2 separate regions of the Bicyclus anynana genome follow, and region 2 is linked to region 1. The links are chromatin contacts, called in public Hi-C maps. All regions are on one chromosome and are shown on one strand. Each heading gives the region's core, a stretch centred on a gene start, on an enhancer-like site or on the middle of the called end of the contact. The rest is flanking DNA. Distances are from core to core; before and after follow the strand shown.

What was found. A called contact is a pair of places that touch in the nucleus more often than the background predicts.
Region 2: a contact with region 1 is called in a Hi-C map of whole body, with 2.5 times the contacts expected there. The contact joins the promoter of LOC112050643 here to the enhancer-like site in region 1. A contact is called at or near these places in 2 of 2 Hi-C or Micro-C datasets (whole body and whole larva).

What each region holds. Positions count from the first base shown.
Region 1 is chr19:1,754,503-1,757,718 of ilBicAnyn1.1, reverse strand. It overlaps LOC112050643 (phosphatidylinositol 3,4,5-trisphosphate 3-phosphatase and dual-specificity protein phosphatase PTEN), which reads left to right. Exons shown (of 10, transcript XM_024088947.2): 3 at 1,511-1,652. Among protein-coding and RNA genes, the nearest start is that of LOC112050642, 38 kb to the right of the region's middle. Within about 2 kb of position 1,623, at least 7 of the 8 cell types and tissues checked have open chromatin away from gene starts, as enhancers often do.
Region 2 is chr19:1,804,885-1,808,100 of ilBicAnyn1.1, reverse strand. It overlaps LOC112050643 (phosphatidylinositol 3,4,5-trisphosphate 3-phosphatase and dual-specificity protein phosphatase PTEN), which reads left to right and starts at 1,488. Exons shown (of 10, transcript XM_024088947.2): 1 at 1,488-2,282. The coding sequence starts at 2,048.

The DNA.
Region 1 (3,216 bases), core at 374-2,873:
CTTCAAATTTGATGCGTGCCCGAAGTGCTATTGGATCTGTGAGAATGCGGTTGGCGTATTTCGAGAAAAGCCCGCGAAACCTTTTACTGGAAGCGGTTTGCGGCTTGGCCATCAGGGTCTTCGTGTCGTATGCGTGCGGTATTGCATGTTGTAAAAATAAAAGCTTTTTTTTATTCTTTACAAGTTAGCCCTTGACTACAATCTTACCTGATGGTAAGAGATGATGCAGTCTAAGATGGAAGCGGGCTAACTTGTTAGGAGGAGGATGAAAATCCACTCCTTTCGGTTTCTACACAACATCGTACCGGAACGCTAAATCGCTTGGCGGTACGTCTTTGGCGGTAAGGTGGTAACTAGCCACGGCCGGAGCCTAACACCAGCCAGGACCAATTAAGAAAATCTCAATCTGCCCAGCTGGGGATCGAACCCAGGACCTCCGTTTTGTAAATCCACCGCGCATACCACTGCGCCACGGAGGCCGTCAAAGTCCAAGTCAAGCTTTTTAGTAGATACTAAAAAGCTTGACTTGGACTTTGACGGCATAGACATGCTGCAGGGATATGATAAAAACAGGGATTTGTTAAATTCCCTAAGGAATTTGATCAAATCATTGAAAATGTTAAAATAACTACACCATTTTTTCTTTTCCCTAAACAAATTTAGTGAATTAAACAGATCCGTGAACTGGGGTACCGACGTTTGCCCGAATGTTATTTGCCCTACCCCGACTCGGATAGGATAGGTTAGGTTAGCTTTTTTTTTAAACCACCCATATAAAGAAGCCCCGCGAAGAAAACTTCCTCTTTTAGGTTATAACCTATCATTTCACTGAACCAGTTCAGGGATTAGTTCAATTCACTAAATTTGTTTAGGGAAAGGATAAAATCGTGTTGTTATTTTAACATCCTCCATGATTTGATCAAATCCCTTAGGGAATTTACCAAATCCCTGTTTTTATGATATCCCTGCAACATCTATATAATTATACTAGCAGACACCACGCGGTATCGCCCGTGTAGTTCTGTGACTAAACGGAGATAAACTGTAGCCTATGACAATCATAGATAACGTGGCCACGATACCGCAATATCTTAAAAAACATCGGTACAGTAGATCCAGAGATTACCCCCACAACCTCACAAACTTTACCTCTTTACGATGTCAGTATAGGTAGATATACTTTTAGAGATATTACTGCCATGTGGATGTTTAAATAACCGTTTCAGCTGAAGATCGTATAGCAAAAAGTTATGCTCGTATGAAGTTACTGTTTCGTTATGTGACTTCAAAACATGAGATCCTGGATCAGGCTTCTGTTTCTTTTTCTTTCTTATATGAAATTTTCAGTAGTTGGGACTGGAATAAGGAGTTCTAATAGTTAGTAGACGTCCGCTAGGAACGGATTTTGCGACAGGGCCGGACTAAGGAATTCTAAGGGCGGATGAAGTCGCACGCGTCCGTTAGTTTATCATAAATTTGATTTTGAAATACAATTTATTTTTGTTTCCAGGTAAAGCGGTATGAGCTGGTGGACCACGCGCCGCCCGGCATCACCCAGATCCAGGAGTTCTGCGAAGACGTGCACCTGTGGCTCAACGAGGACCCGCGCAACGTCGCCGTCGTGCACTGCAAAGCCGGCAAGGGGCGGACAGGTTAGTTCACCTTCTGAAGCTGGGTCATATGTGGTACATCTGGTGGAGCACGCGCCCGGCATCACCCAAATCCAGGAGTTCTGCGAAGACGTGCACTTAGTTCACCTTCTGAAGCTGGGTCATACGTGTTGCATCTGGTGGGTCACGCGCCCGGCATCACCCAGATCAAGGTGCTCTGTGTGGAAGTGCATCTGTGGCTCAACGAAGACCCGCGCAACGACGCCATCGTCCACTGCAAAACTAGCAAGGGGAGGACAGGTTAGCTCACCTTCTGAAGCTGGCTCATATGTGGTACATCTGGTGGACCTCACGTCCGGCGTCACCCAGATCCAGGAGATCTGCGAAGACGTGCACCTTTGGCTCAACGAGGACCCAAGCAATGTCGTCGTCGTGTGTGATCGTCGTGGGTCATATATGGTACATCTGAACGTACTAAACATAAAGTCCAGTTGTAGAACTTAAATAAAAAAATATTATTTTACATGTATGAACATTTGACTCACATGCAATTACGGCTCACATCCTCGCAAATATTTCCTCAAGTATATTTAACTTTTTGATAATGGCGTAATGATGACATCCGGAAAATCTATCAAACCAATAACGTCCGACTAAATCAAGGCGATTGCAGGAGGTCGGTGCTTGCAGGCGTCTTCTTCTCTTCTTTGTTGTTACACTCTTGGTCGTGTTCGTCATTTGGATGTGGTGGCAAGCCTCGCTATCCGTCGCCATTCCTCCCGTAGTGTGGCTCTCCTAGCATCGTAGAGTGATCCATGGAGAGCGGTTTTTACTTGGTCAGTCCACCGCATTGGTGACCTGCCACGTGCTCTTGTGCTCTCCGCCTTTCCTTGCACCACAAGTCTCTCTGGACGTGTCATCTTTTCTTGTAATATGACCAAAGAAAGTCAGTATGCGACATTGGACTATGGAAGAAAGACGCTGTTTGATGCCCAGTTCTTGGTGGATTGAAATGTTGGATCGGAACTGTGTCCAGGATATACCAAGCATTCTTCTCCAGCACCATATTTCTAGAGCGTCTATTTTTCTCGCTTTCTGGCAGGCGGCTAAAGACGTCTAATTAAAAACTTGTATAAGGAAAAAGAATACCTATGCCAAGGAGTCCTGTTGCCCAATTAAAAAAATAGATGTAACGTGTAAGTTTTTCTTCAAGTAATTCTAACTAATAATGGCGTGTGTATAATGTGCTCGTAACTTGTTGTCGCGTCGTTTTTTTATGCCTGCTGTAAGATACATTGCTGAAATTAAGGCGTAGTCTCACTTGGCGTTTTTACTGCTACGAAGTTTCTGTTTGTTCGCTAAATGCAGTAACAGTGGAATTCATAGACGTTGTGGGGGCGCCCCCAGGGGATCGTTCAGCCGCTGAGTGTCGAATTTAATAAACTCATGCGTTTGAGATATCGATACTCATCGAGTGAACGATCCCCTGCGGGTGCCCCTGCAACACCTATGTATTTCACTGTAAGAGGTTTGTGCGGCCTGCGGTTTAAACTTCAGCGAAAAATTTGAACATATTGTACTGAGTTTTATACCATAGAAATCCTGA
Region 2 (3,216 bases), core at 239-2,738, 51 kb before region 1:
CTACCACGCTGGCCCAATGCGGATTGGCACACTTCACCCACGCATAGAATTAAGAAAATTCTCTGGTATGCAGGTTTCCTCACGATGTTTCACTTGGCTACCACGGCTATCCTCGACCATTTCTTTACCATTGATTTATTCAGGCTTGAATTCATTAATCAAACACCTAACAACTTTTAATGAGAATGCCGTATTTTAATACCATTATAGTAAAACTGGCAACCCTGGCCAAATGATTATCCATGCTAGTAGAAATCCGATACCTCAGTGAATTAGCACCTAGATTTATGTAGGTACCTAAGTACTTAGTGGGCGCGGTTTTACGAGTACATTATTAGATACAATCCAATATTCGTTTACTGAAACGATTTTTTTATTAGGGAAAAATAACTCAATGAGCCGTGATAGCCCAATGGATATGATCTTTGCCTCCGATTCTGGAGGGTGTGGGCTCGAATTCGGTCCGGGGCATGCACCTCCAACTTTTCAGTTATGTGCATTTTAAGAAATTAAATATCACGTGTCACAAACGGTGAAGGAAAAACATCGTGAGGAAACCTGCATACCAGAGAATTTATTTCTCTGCGTGTGTGAAGTCTGCCAATCCGCAATAGGCCAGCGTGGTGGCTATTGGCCTAACCCCTCTTATTCTGAGAGGAGACTCGAGCACAGCAGTGAGCCGAATGTGAGTTGATAATGATGATGATAAAAAAACTCAAATCATGCGGCATGCCTGATGCCCACGTGGAATGGTATGGTAGCAACGACATTTTATATTATAGACATGTTACGTGCGTACAAAATCACCGCAAAAAGTGATCTGAATTTAGTTACCACACTGAGCGCACACATGCACAATATTGCGTTTACTTCACTTCCACAACTCAACATTGTTGGCAATATTTGGATATTATTTGTTTAAATAACTTCCGTTGTGTACTATGGCTACTAAATGAAATTAAGACAATTAGCCACTTCAGTTTTTAGACGTAACATATCTACATAAATATATAATATAAGTAAAGGTAAAATTGAGCATGTGTGCGCTCAGTGAAGTAGCTAATTTCCAATCACTTTTGTGATGTTGTAGGCACATAACCTGTCTAATAGTATAAAATCTTGGGCTAGATATGGATAGAGTAGGTACGATTAATAAAACCAATATAAATTATATGTTCAACCATATATTTTAAAGGTCTAATTTTCAGAAGATGAAGATTATTTAGACTAATTTGTTTTATATCTTCTAACAAATTAAATCAAATTATTATTATTCAAGCTACAATCGGAACGCACCTTGTCATTATTTAATATCACGCCATCTATGTTGCCATTGAAGTAACTCTACGCAACACTTGGTTTCTATTATAGAGGCAATTTAAATGAAGTTACAGCTTTCTTGATTAAGTTTATTTATTGAAAAGATTCATTTACTAAGAAATTTCAATAATACATTAATATTTTGAAAGTTATATCGATTATTCGCTGCAATTTGAATAGTGGCGGGATTTCGTTCTTACAGCGCTACCTTGCGTGTAAACTCGTAAACGTCAGTGAACAAAGAGAGGCAGCAGCCACTACCGAAATTAAGGTTGTGTTCTATCTCTGTTCGATGAACGCGTACGTTTTATGTGCGAACGGGACGGCGCCATCACTTTGGCCATCAATTCATAACCATCTTTCTTTCTTGTGCAACTGTTTCTCGTCGGTCGTGTTCTAGGATCAAGTGCGAACGCAGGATGGACGCCATTCGTGCGAGATAAATTGTGATAAATTGTGGCATCGCTCGCGTAGCGACAGGCGAAGGCGTGCGGAGTGGCGAGTGGAGACAGTGCGTGCATCAGTGGCGGGCGTGGAGTATGCTATATGTGTAACTGGTGTCGGGGCGTCCGGGTGGCCTCGGTGCGCGGAGAGTGCGGAGAGCGCGGAGAGCACGGAGAGCGGCTCGGGCGAGGCGGGCCGCGCGGACCATGGCGGGCGCGAGCTGATCGGGCGGCCGCGGCGTCCGCTCGCGCTCCGCCGGCCCCATGCGAGCGCCGGAGGGTTTATGGGTATCTGCGTGAGCTGCCGGCGCCGCGACCGCAAGGCACCCGAGAAGCGTTGGGTGCCGGCCACGGGCGGGCCCGCTAAGGGCGCGGCGGCAGAGCTGCTCCCGCGGCGCTGGCCCCTCACAGCCATGGCCAACTCCATCTCCAACATCAAGATGACCAACCCTATCAAGGGCATGGTGAGCAAGCGCCGCATCCGCTACATGAAGGACGGTTTCAATTTGGACTTGGCATGTATCCTTTTTGTGTAGTGATTAGTGATAAGTTGGGATGCCCCCGCAGACCCTGGTAAGTGGCGCAGAACCCGCGGCGCGTCGGGAACCACCGATTCTACGCACTCAGTAGGTTTCTCGTCGTAGTTTTTACGAGCGCTAGCATAACCTGTATGTGGCGTCCGTATCGCCAGTTCGCGTATTTGAGGTTATAACGCGAGATACGACTCGACATATTCAGTTCCTGTCGAGATTTACAATTGTAAACAGTCAAGAAAGTGATCAAACATATTGTGTACACACCTACACCATTTGCTGTGTGTCAATGTATGCTGCTTGTACAAAAAGGCAACAGTTTGATATGGGGTTAGCTATACATGTATACATATCTGATATCTTGCATAGCAACAGCTCAAATAACCTATATTTATAGCTAGTCACAGCATATTACATAGATAGTATCTGATAAACAGTTAGAAACTTGTAGATAGTAACATTGTGTATTTTAGGGAAGCCTTGGACCAATCAATGTCACTCCATTAGCTATGGAAAGTAGTTTGTTGATAGATGTAACTTTCTCTCAGTCAGGCAGCTCTTTGTTATACACAAATATGCATTATAAAAGAAAAATTTTCACTAAGCCATTGCATAATTTGTTACTATGTTGTGTTTATTAAAGGTGCTAATTTTGTACATGCTCTAATGGGCAGGTGCAAGGGATACTGCTTTAATTATAGCTAACTAATATGAATTGGATATAGTTGCACACTTTTTACATTATAATTAATAATAATTATTCTAAAATCATGTTGATAAATTATATTTAAAGTAATCAGCTATTTATTTGTGCTGTGCTATGGTATGCTGCTGCACATTAATATTATAAGGTTGAATAAAAATTCATTATTATTTTTCTATTATGAGGACCATGAAAATGACCTTTGCTTCAATTCAAA